Linked DNA regions of Anser cygnoides: regions 1 and 3 are each linked to region 2. The links are chromatin contacts, called in public Hi-C maps. All regions are on one chromosome and are shown on one strand. Each heading gives the region's core, a stretch centred on a gene start, on an enhancer-like site or on the middle of the called end of the contact. The rest is flanking DNA. Distances are from core to core; before and after follow the strand shown. Region 1 holds the start of SMKR1 (small lysine rich protein 1). Region 2 overlaps UBE2H (ubiquitin conjugating enzyme E2 H). Region 3 holds the start of NRF1 (nuclear respiratory factor 1).

What was found. Hi-C and Micro-C count contacts between places; a contact is called where the count stands out from the background.
Region 1: a Hi-C map of liver shows a contact between it and region 2, with 2.9 times the contacts expected there. The contact joins the promoter of SMKR1 here to the enhancer-like site in region 2. A contact is called at or near these places in 2 of 7 Hi-C or Micro-C datasets (both in liver).
Region 3: a Hi-C map of liver shows a contact between it and region 2, with 5 times the contacts expected there. The contact joins the promoter of NRF1 here to the enhancer-like site in region 2. A contact is called at or near these places in 2 of 7 Hi-C or Micro-C datasets (both in liver).

What each region holds. Positions count from the first base shown.
Region 1 is chr1:1,405,449-1,409,174 of Taihu_goose_T2T_genome, forward strand. It overlaps SMKR1 (small lysine rich protein 1), which reads left to right and starts at 2,469. Exons shown (of 3, transcript XM_066996627.1): 1 at 2,469-2,491; 2 at 3,194-3,251. The coding sequence starts at 3,249. It overlaps LOC125182643 (a long non-coding RNA gene), which reads right to left and starts at 2,352. Exons shown (of 3, transcript XR_010831503.1): 1 at 971-2,352; 2 at 1-101.
Region 2 is chr1:1,517,971-1,521,968 of Taihu_goose_T2T_genome, forward strand. The region is part of intron 3 of UBE2H (ubiquitin conjugating enzyme E2 H); the gene reads right to left. Among named protein-coding and RNA genes, the nearest start is that of UBE2H, 33 kb to the right of the region's middle. Within about 2 kb of position 1,586, at least 1 of the 3 cell types and tissues checked has open chromatin away from gene starts, as enhancers often do. A contact at or near this core is called in liver, where this site is marked.
Region 3 is chr1:1,422,573-1,426,291 of Taihu_goose_T2T_genome, forward strand. NRF1 (nuclear respiratory factor 1) reads left to right here and starts at 2,439. Exons shown (of 14, transcript XM_066995931.1): 1 at 2,439-2,585.

The DNA of each region.
Region 1 (3,726 bases), core at 1,219-3,718, 110 kb before region 2:
TCATGGCAGCCGTGGTGTCGGGTGATGACCCAGTTGTTATTTCCAAAGTTTCCTGGTCTCACTTCTCCACTCGGCCTGCACTCCTGGCTCAACTTTCCCTCCTGATAAAAGAGATAATCATTAGACCAGTGTTTTGCTGAGCTGTGCCTTTGCTCTTTGACTTCCTCTAGTCATCACCAGGTACGTTTTGCTGCAGCCTATCAGTCGCACTCATTCCTGTCACTTTGCCCTCTTTTGATATCTAGTCCACATGCAGGTAAATATTTTCCTGCAAAAACTTCCTCCCTACCACATTAGTCCTTTCTTTCACTGATACGTTTACTTCTCTTAATGTATCGGACTGACCCCTGCTCTCCTTATTGTTCTCATCTCTTCTTTTGCTTTCACTTTTGGGAGATCCGTCATTCTTTATTAATCCATGCTTTAACCTAGTAGGTCACAGGTCTGGCTCACTCTCCGTATCTCCTCCTATTTTCAGCATACCTGACTGAGATACTCTCCCTGCAATAGAGCTGGCCAGTTCCCCCTTGCACTTCTACATTCCTAACCAAGTATATCCCCCCTTGTATCAGTATTAAAACGCTTCGTTACAGTCTGCATACCTTCTAACCACATCACTTACCAGCATCCAAAGCAGTAACTGAATGCAGATTAATCATTATAATTACATGAGACGGAAATTTATGTTTGCAATAAATCCAACAATAGCTGTAGCTGCCAGGAAGAGGGGAAGGGCAGGAAAGATGGTAGGGCATCTCTGTAAATCTGAATTGTTTTTTCTACCGACAATCCTTTCCAATGCTGATTTACTTAAATGTTTGTATTTAGTACACTGTAATATATACAATTATCATACTAAGGGAGAAAACAAAGGCTGGACGGCTATTATATCTGATAAATAAAATAAATTCATTTCTATTTAAAAAAAAAAAAAGCTTTTAAAAAATACACATAGGTCTGCAGTACGTACCATTGCATTAAAATGCCTGTCATTTGAAATTTATTTTGTAGCTTCCAGCTCCCAAAATTAAGGGAATCCTTTTTTTTTTTTTTTATGTTGAAATTATTCTGAAACAAAGCTGTCTTCCTACAGGTTCACGTCCCATTGCCCTTAAATACCATTTTGTCCTCCCCACTGCAGGAACAGCACATGCTGCTGCCAAACAGACTAGAGAAGGGCTGAGCTGTGCTGACATTTCCTCAGCCGAGATATTAATAGTGTCTGTCTCCCACGCTCGGCACAGCTGACAATTTTCATGAAACTCATAGGAAATTAATATATTTGAACTCTTGGCTTTGTGTCAAACTCGGTTAGAGCTGGTTTGAAAGTTATGGCACAGGGGAGGGCAGGCAACCCGTGTGGTGGTACAAGCCCCTTTTCCTTAGGAAACTGCACTAAATTCCAAGCTCCTACCTGAAGACAAGTTTGAAAATATGATAAAGTGCATTCTACAGGCTTATGGACAAGAAAGCAGATTCCAAGAGGCTAATATCTGAGAGAAAAATGGAAGAACCAGGTTCTAGGCAGACTCATCGAAGTGTTGGGGTTTGGCGATAGAATGATTACGAGCTTTTTCTTTGTTTTACATTTTATTTATTTATTTATTTTTTTTATAAGGTGATTCAGCTCCTGATACTTTCCACTTTTTGCACTTTTTGCTTTGGACTCCTGTCACTTTGCAGATGGGAGCACACAGCAGTGAAAGCCTGGTGCTGAGGGATGTGGAACAGAAACCCGCCTCGCAACCTCTCCACGGCATTTAACAAAAACAGTGTTTGTGAGTAGTACCCTGGCTGTGAAAAAAAAATAAAATAAAAAATGAAAAAATAAAAAAGGTGCAGGGCACCAAAATCGTCCCTTCAGCTGCCTGCTCCTCCCTGTGACACCTCAACTTCATGTGGCTTCACTTATACCTTGGATATCAGCTTTATTTTTATCACTTTAAGGGATTTTTCAGAAAACATCCAAGCTCTATTTGATGCCGGCTCTCTGATGCTGTGGTTCTCAACTCAGCCCAGATCAGAGGTCGTTTTTAAAAATGTTTCTGTGGTACGTGACACCGGTTTAACTAAGAGCACACCCCACGATTGTGCAGACCATAGAGGTGCGAGCTGCGCCTCCTCCAGCACAGCCCAGAAGCTGAGGCCAGGGATACCCCAACGCAATTTTGTGTTTTTGCCCCCAAATACCCCAACCCAAAGCTTTCTGCCCCCAAATACACAAAAGCTCACTTAATACTCTGTGAAACCCCGATTTTTCCCACAACCTTTGAAAAAAAAACGCCTTTTCTTTCTCTAAAACAAAAACTATTGCGGTACTTTTTTAAAAAAATGTATTTATTCTTCCAGCGCCCTTCCGCGGGCCGTTTCGTTCCCCTCAGCGCGGGGAGCTCTTTCCCGCCCTTTTCCTGAGGCAGCCGTTGCCGCCCCAACGGTCGGTGGCGGCGGGTTGGGCCTCGCCGCCCTCCGCTGCGCATGCGCAGGGGGACAGGTGGGGGGGGGCGGGCGCCATGGCAACGGGGCAGCTGCGGCCGGGGGGGCCGGGACCGGGACCGGGACCGGGATCAGAACCGGGACCGGGACCGGGATCGGGATCGGGATCGGGATTGGGATCGGGATCGGGACTGGGATCCGGACCCGTTCAGCGCTTGGGGTCCGCCGCAGGCAGGGCGTGGGGGTGCGGTGGGCTGAGGGTAGCGCTGGATCGCCGCGTTACTGGGGGCCGGGAAGAAGCTGTGGAAAATTTTTAATGAAATTTTATATTTCTTCTATTTTTTTTTTTTTCACGCGTGGAAAAGGGGACAGGAAGGCTTTGGGAGCTGAGGAGGGAGGCGGTGGGATCCTGCCCTGGGCTACCCTAGCGCTGCCTACTACTAGGGTCTCGCTGTGGAGCCACTGGGGGCTGTGGCCCAAGCTCTGCTCTGCTCTTTCCTCCTCTCCTTTCCTCCTCCCTGGCCAAGCACGTGCTGCTAGAGGAGATCACAAAGTCTGTACAGGGAATCTCCCAGTCCTGGACCCTGGCAGAGCTCAGAGTTACCTCACTGGTGGTGCTGTGCTTTTAGGTATGGCACCCCGGGACCTGGCTTTCCAAGGACCTATTTTCCCACTTCCTTTATCCTCTAACTAAAGTTTAGGGCAAATAATACTAACTTGTTACACAATGTGTAACTCGCTACGTGATTGTGTGTTGCAGGGACCGTCTTCAGGGCTTAGCGTGGAGTCTCCCAGCTCACTGAAAGGACTTAACCATGGTAATGCAGGTTTGATTCTTTCAATGTGTGTTGATTCCACATTTTAAGGAAGGGGCGTTAATAGCCAAAAGGCTCCATTCCACAACTGCAGGGCATAACCTGACCTGCACACTTTCATGTTGTGTGCAGGTAAGCCACACATTCTGGTTTTTAGATTTTTCTTGGTGTTCTCGCTGTTTACAGACCATAGGCTGTAAAATTCTGTAGGCATCTTAGAAAGCCCCAAATCCAATTCCTTGTGGGTGAATGAAAACACCACACAAATGCAGATATCCTGGTGGTTTTTTGAAGAGTTAGGAACTCTGATCTGCTTCACTCCTGCCTCTAACTGCCAAAAAAGAGCTGCACTCTGTTCAACTTTGCACTCTGTTCAACTGATTGCCTGATAAATCCATAAGAAATTCCGGGACTGTTGGCTGGTATGCCGTGTGTTGGCTCCGGCACTGCCTTATGTGCGTGTGTACGCACGAGGTGT
Region 2 (3,998 bases), core at 336-2,835:
GACGTTTAGGTGGAGTTCTGGCAGGGTGACCGCAGCCCGTATTTTCCATACGGAGACACCACGATCCAGGAGAGCCTCTCGAGGTAAAGCAGGCCTGCAGGAAACCTGTACTGACAACAAGCTTTGGGTGAAAGCAGAAAAAAAAATACACCCATAAAGGGGTTGCACAACAGAAAGGGACCTATCTGTTCCAGGGCTGGAAGGTGCTGGGACCCACACGCAGGTGCTGACCTTCAAAAACGGTGATATTTCTGCAGCAGCCCTGGAGTAATCGCTCCTTGGCTCGGCAGAGCCTTTGAAGGGAAGTGTATTTGTACATGAAGTCAGCTGGAAGAAAGGCTGTCAGTCTTCCCCGGCTGCTGTCAATGCTCACACGGTTGCGGGGTTGGCCGCGCTCCAGGTGAAGTTCTCCCACCGAGCTCCCGCAGCAGCCAGGATGAATCCAAAAAGCCCGGTGCTGAGCCGCGGTCGGGTCAAAGCGGTGCTGAGCCTCGGGCCCGGGGCTGGGCAATAGCTGAGCGCAGGGGAAAACCGAGAGGAATTTCAGACTTGTGTTGATGTCGAAGGATCTCCTGAATAATTCCAGCCTGAAGCTCTCAGGATCGGGCTGGGAAGCGCTGCCAGACCCAAGGCACTCCGGCAAGCTGCCGTGCCAGTGAGCTCCCCTCCAAGAAGCTCTCCTCCAAGAGGCAGAGCCCGAGCACTCTGGCGAGTTGGGAACACCGAGGGCACCCGGGGCAGCTTTGTCCTGCCTTTGTCCTGTGGAGCCAACAAGCAGAAAGCTCCTGCGAGGGGCAGTACCACGCTGATCACTCCCCCTATCATCACGCCTGCGTGGCTGGACCGTAATTGAGGCAGGGTCCTACCTTAGTACATCCCTCGTCTATTTGGGAAAATAGAAGGCTCTGGCTTTACCTGAAAACTTGCAGAAAACAGGGATCAGGCCTGGAGACCGCCTCCCTGCTCTTGCTACGGGTGCTGGCCCGCGGCAGCGGAAGGGTTTCTGCGCCCACCGGTGCTCCTCCAGGTCAGGCGCTGGGCACCATCCAATGAGCAGCGCTTCCAAAGTGCCCGCTGCTTCTCCAAGCTCCAAGTACAGCCAGCTTAGCTGTACGAGAGGTCCCCAAAAGACCTGAGAGATCCCCCAAAAGATGCTTTTTTTTTGCTGCAGCACAGCTCTTTAAAGCCGTGAAGCATGCACGGAGGAAAACGAGCAAGCGATCAGGGCATCCCAGCCCCCTTGCTGAGCAGGGGGACAGCTGCACAGGCTGCCCCACGCCAGTGGTAGCTGCAAAAGGACATCCCACCTGCTCGGGGGAACGTGCCAGAGCAGGGCCAGTTATATCTGGGACTTACCTAGCCCCCAGCCACCACCGCTTGCCCACGTGTTGGCGCTCTGCTGGCGAAGCAGGGCCAGCTGGACGTTTCTCCGTCCGACCAACTGCGACAGCACGTTCACGTCTACGTGCCACCGGTGCGCCGAGCGAGCAGCCGATCCGACAGGCGTACAGCCGCCTTCCCTGCCTTCCAGGGCAGGGGACTGACAAGGCTGAAAGTTTTGTTTTTCAGTGAGAGACTAAAGGCAAATCAGGAAATCGCTCAGACTGCCTGGCTGGGGAGGTGGGAAGGTGGTTACGGGCTCTCCGAAGCAGGATGCAGTGAGTTTCAACACCGCACCAAGCCCACGTGGCTCGGGTGAGCACCCGAGGCGCAGGGCACAACGATGTGCACAGAGATCAGCACGCAGAAGAGCCCGTATGCAGCACAGAGAGATCAAGAACACTTTTTCCTCCACTTTTTTTTTTAACCACAGGACAACCTAGCTAATGGAAAAAAGTCTTCCAAATACTCGTGCTTCCAAATACTTGTGCAACGTTGCCAAACAGCCAGATAAGATTAGTCTAAAATTAATGTTTAGTACTTCCCTCCCCCCTCTAAACACTCAAAAGCCTGCAAGAGAACACGCACTTTAAAAAAAAACAACAAAAAACCCCACGCTGCACTCATTTCAGGGACTGCCTGCTTGTGTAACCGATCACGAGCGCGCCACGCACTGCGGGTTGAGAAACCGCAGTGGGAGACGGAGGAGAGGGCACGAGAGCAAGGCTGCTGCCCCAGCCCTCCCCGTAGTCCCCTGGGGACACTGGGACTACTGGTCTACCTCGTCTGGCGCTCTCAGGTCAGTGAGGTCTCACTGAGAATTACAAGGATTTCATTTTTTTTTTTTTTTTATGAAATTCAGGGGCTAGGAGCTCCTTCAGGATACAAAGTCGAGCACAAGGCTGCGCACCGACCGTGGAGGCATCCGTCACGGCGCTGGCGCGAGGGGGCTGCGTAACATCAGCTCGCCAACAGAAGCAGAACAGTTTATATTACCCCACTCAACTTTTAGTGGCTTTTCAAAACAACGCCATAAATAATCCCGCAGCAGCTTCCACGAGGGAAATATCAGGAGAGAAAAAAATACGGCCGTAGGGGATGGGAAATGGTGTCGAGAGCTGTCAACTCCGGACCCCCTGCCCAGAGGGAATCGCTGAGCCGCCCCTTCCTGGGAGCGGAGAGGCAGCAGCAGCAGCTGGGGAGCTCGTGGCTGAGAGCTGCAAGCTCTGAGAAAAAAAAAAAAACCAAAGCAATTGCCCAATATCACTTTGTCTGACTGCTCAGGTGCACCGTCACCTGATGCCCAGAGCCTGGCACAGAAGGCAGCGAATCCGTGCCAAGCCAGGCTCGAAAACACCTCCCCAATTTTGTCTGGCTGTGGCAGGGGAGATGCAGAGGGTGCAGAGCGTGCGTCAGACCGCAGCGGAGCCGGGAATACAGATTACCTTCGGGTGCCTCATCTTTCCCCGCGCACAAAGCCCGGCGTAGGGGAAAGAACAAGAGGTTTCACGGCACTCACAGGTCACACCGAGGATCAACGCGCTCCAGGAAGAGCGAGCTCAGAGCGGTCGCCGGCGATGAGCGACTCACGAAATTCCAAGGAGCAAAGCGTAAGGCAAGCCGGAGAGGAGCTGGGAGTAAAAATAGCAGCTGCGGTTCAAAAGAAGAAATTAAGCACAGGCCAAGAGAGATCCGGCAAATCCTGGCTAGAGCTGAACGGCTTCGATCCCGTGCTGGCTGCCACGATCTGGTTATAGGCACACACCTCCGGATGTTCAAGGCATTTCGTTTGGGAAAACACCTCGAAGAGGTGAAATACAAATGCAAGGTATCTGCAGAGAGCGGGGACAGAGATGGGAGGAAAAATGAGAGCTGTGTATAAACGCACACGGGTTATTGGAGAAATCGAGGCCTCTGCGCCTATCGTGCACAAACTTGGCAGCTCTGACATTTGATCATCGAGGAAACAGGGACTCGGTGCTGGCCTAATGCTTCTGCAGATTTTTAGCAATAAAATAAACGCCATGGGGCTTCCGGGTAAGAGCTCGGGCTCCCGTGTTCCTCTATCTACTGCCCTGCTCTTAGCCTCTAAGCGAGGCAGGACATCACTGCTCTTCCTCCTGGGTTTCGGGTACCGAAGAGCATTAATCTCCAGCTCTTGGCAGGCGTACGGGCAGACGAAAAACATGCAAAAAACTTACACAAAGCGTTCTCGTGATATGGGAGCTTGAAAACAGTACTGCGAGTACTTCCCAACTCCCCTTTGAAAGGGCAGGAACAGACCGGGCACAAAGAGATACCGAATCCCGAAGGGAAGGGAAAAGCAGCGAGGCAGTGCCAGCAGGGTTCCCGAAACCAGGAACAGCTCACGGAGTATTGTCTAGGAGGCAAAAAGGAACAAAACATCCAGCAAGGCAGCGCTTCGTGGCCTCGTAAGAGCAGGGATATTTACGTTAAGCGACAAAAGCATTAAGAGCAGCAGCGCTTGGTAATTCCAGAAATCAACAGGGCATTTTTCAGGGGTTAGGCTTTGTTCTAACAAACTGCTCGAGTCCTTTTCTTTTAAATCCTAAAGACTTCGATATTTGGGGATCACAAGCAGAGTTAATCAACCTCAA
Region 3 (3,719 bases), core at 1,189-3,688, 95 kb before region 2:
GCGCTCTTTGGGAGGGGTGGAGAAGAAATGAGCGCGTGTTAGGCCCAGCCAAGCACACCCAACAGCCACTGCCTTGTAGATGTGCACTTTCACAAGCCCACGGGTTCATCTGCCCACTCCAAACCCATTAGCAACACGTGGCCAGGGAAATATGCAGCCAGATGGGACCCTGAGACGTCATGTCAGCCATCCCTCTCCCTGAGGCAGGAGCAACTCTACCTACAGCATTCCTGAGCAGCATTTGCCCAACCTGTTCTTAAAACCTCCAAGAGGGGAGACTCCAGAGCCTCCGGAAGCCCTTCCAGTATTCTGTCATCCTACCATTACGGAAGTTTTTTGGTGCCTCACGTGGCTCTACCTTCCTGTGATGTACAGGGAAGTGACCTTCCTCCCTCCAGCCCACTGCGGGTTACACCAGGCCTGTCGGGTGGCACAGTCCCGGCTCTCCGTGCTTGTGGCCCCGTTCCAAAACTGCTGATTAGCACAAGGGAATTCCACAGCTATTACAGTCCGCATCAGCTGCCTCTACGTCTGCCTGCACCGGCAGGGCATTACCCTGTCTTCACGGAGCAGCAAGCCACCGCTAAGACATGGCTCTGCAGCAAGAGCTACATTCACCTCAGCAACTGGTGTAAGTCATCATTTGGCCCGGATCCACATTTTGTGCCTATGGGAGACCAACGATGGAAATCAAGAGCATCACAAACTCAGAGTAACTGAGTCTACGGGCTAAGATGGCATTCGTGCAAAAAGCAGAGGTGTTTTTTCCCCAAAAAATGCACTATGAGAGTGTGCACGTGGCTGCAGAGCTCCCAGAGAAACGCAGGGGCACCGCAGAGGCAACAACTGGAGTGTGACTGCAGAGTGGACATTCGATCCCGAGCTGACCTGACACGCATGCCAATTGCCTCGGCTGGCTCTGCAGACGAGGCACGTCTCTGAGAGGTTTTCGTCCTGTGCTTTCCATATTCTTGCATCTTCAGATGGTCGTAGTGCGGTCATAACTTCCTGCCCTAGGAAGCCATTTACAATTGCTTTATTGTATTTGTTAATAGAAAAATTGGTGGCTGTGCTTCATTCCGCCTATGGGATGAAGTTATTTCTGTATTTGGCTATCAGTTTATACAATTTGCAGAGTGCTGTGAGCTGGTAGGCATGTGAGATACGTTCCATTTTAGAGGGATTGGTATTGCATGCTTCAAGGGAAGCTGTAAAATTCCAGTAGTGGATATTAGTATAATGAGAAAAATATTATCACTTTTAGTACAGTGACATACCCATGGAAGAGGTTTCTACTAGGCACAGATGGTAGGCTGACGTCCTGAAATTAAAAAAAAAATGTATATGCAACAAAAATAAAACCATGATTGCTGTAATATAAAAGCCTACTGAATTTTTGACCTGTCAGGTCTCTAGTGGAGCGCTTAACATACATCTAAGATCTTTATGGAAGGAACTTTACTGAAAATATTTTGCTTTCCAGGCTGCTGTAAACCAGCTTAACTTTTCTCTTGAGCACCCGTCCACGTTGCACTTTCCACGCCATTCTTTAGTTGAGGAGAACACATCTTAAATTTGTCCGTTTTGGTGCATCTGTGTGAAGTCCCTCCTTAAGACTCCCTCCTGTAAATCACACTTGTATCTATTTTTACTATTTTGTACAATTTTTTGTGCTATTTTTTCCTTTTTCCTGTATTTTAAGTGCTTTACACTTCAGGTTCCCACTGAAACCACAGGCTGCCCTCGAACGCGGACACCTTCCTGTGACAGGGCCGCGGTCCCAGTACAGGTCTCTGAGCCCTGATGTGACAATACAAGAAAATGTTAGACCTCATGTATCAGAAAGAGCAGCTTCGTGTTATTTTGCGTTATTTTTAAACCCGGATTAGCTCAGCAATATGGCTTCTCCTACCACCGAACTAGGGTTTGGGGGTGGTGGAGGTGGGAAGGGACGCCCGAGCGGCGGGCCAAAACGTTGCGAAACGTGCTTTTTTGTTTTTTGACAGCAAAACGCCACGGGGATGGCCGGGGCCGCCTCACCGCGGGCAGCCATACCCCGGCTCCCCCTCAGGGCTTTCCCGCCCGCCTCCCTGAGGCGCGCGGCGACCTCCCCAAGATGGCGCCGCCCCCTCCCTGCCCCCCCCCCCCCCGACCTCCCCAACATGGCGCCCCCCCCCCCAACCCCACTCCCCACCTTTACCCCCCAACCCCCCCCCCCACCCCTCCACCACCCCCCGACCTCCCCCGCATGGCGGCGGCGCCACCTCCCTCCCTCCCTCCCCAGCCCCTCGCCCTCCTCCTCATGGCGGCGGCGCCGGGCTATGACGCCATACTCCCTCCTCCCCCCCCCCCCCTCCTTTCTCCTTCTCCCCCCCCCCCCCCCCCCACTTCGGCCTCCTCCTCCTCCCGCCGCCGCCGCCGCCGCCGCCCGCCGCTCCCCGCCTCTCCCGCTCGCCATCGCGGCGGCTCAGGGCGAGCCCCGCCGGCGTCCCCCCCCCCGCGGCTCCGCTCCCTCCCTCCCTCCCCGGCCTCCACCCGCCGCGGGCTTCCACGGCGCAGGCCCGCCGCAGCGCAGCCGCTCTGAGGTGAGCGTCCTACCGCGCAATCTCCCAGCTCCTCCAGCCCCGGCGCAGCCGCAGCAACGCGGGGGCCCCCGCCGGCCGGCCCAGGCACCCCCCCCCCCACCCACCCCCGGCGCCCGCTCCTCACCTCACGGGGACGGCTTCGGGCCGCGCTAGGCCTCGGGATGAAGGGGGGGGGGGACGGGGACACGACACGCACCACGACGGGGAACGGGAGGCGCCCGCCCCGGCCGCCGGGGGGGGGCTGCGGGAGGCCTGAGGGGAGCCCCCGGGCCTCGCGCCGGTGCCGGGCCCGGAGAGGGAGGCGCGGGACCGGGCAGGGCCGCTGAGGGCCGGGGGGGGGCACCGGGAGCACGGCCCCGGTCCCTGCAGGCCCCCCCCCCCCCCCCCCCCCCCCGGGTCTCGGCTGCCCCCGGGGTTTTACCTCAGGGCTCCGTTCGAGTTATTTCCCCCCCCCTTTTTTCCCCCCTTCTCACTTCTCCCCGCGTTAATTCCCCCCCCCCTTTATTTTTTTCACGCCTAATTGCCTTACGTTTTTTCCCTCTTCCCCCCATTTTTATTTTTTTTTCCTTTTCCCCTCCCCTTTTTATTTTTCCCCCGTCTTCCTCACCATTTTTAATATTTTCTTTTCCCCCTTTTTAATTCCTTCCCCTTTTTATTTTTTCCCTTCCCCCCCTTTTTAATATTCTTTTTTTCCTCCTTTTTTAATATTCCACCTTTTAAATTTTTTCTCCTCTTCCCCCTCTTTTAATTTTTTTCTCCTCTTCCCCCCCTTTTAATTTTTTTCTCCTCTTCCCCCCCTTTTAAATTTATTCTCCTCTTTTCATTGCCCTTTTAATTTTCCCCCGTTTTATTTTTCCTCTCTTCCACCCGTTTTATTTTTTCCCTCTTCCCCCCGTTTTAATTTCCCCCCTTCTTACATTCCCTCTCTTTTTATATTTCGACCCCCCTTTTTCTCCCTTTGTATATTTTCCCCCCTTTTTATATTCCCCCTCTTCCCCCCCTTCTTATATTCTCCCCTTTTTACTCCCCCCCTTCTCCCCCCCCCTTTTTATATTTTCTCCCCTTTTCCCCCTCTTTTCATTCCCCCACCGTTTTTTATAAGTTTTTCCCCCTCTGCCCCCCCCCATTTAACAT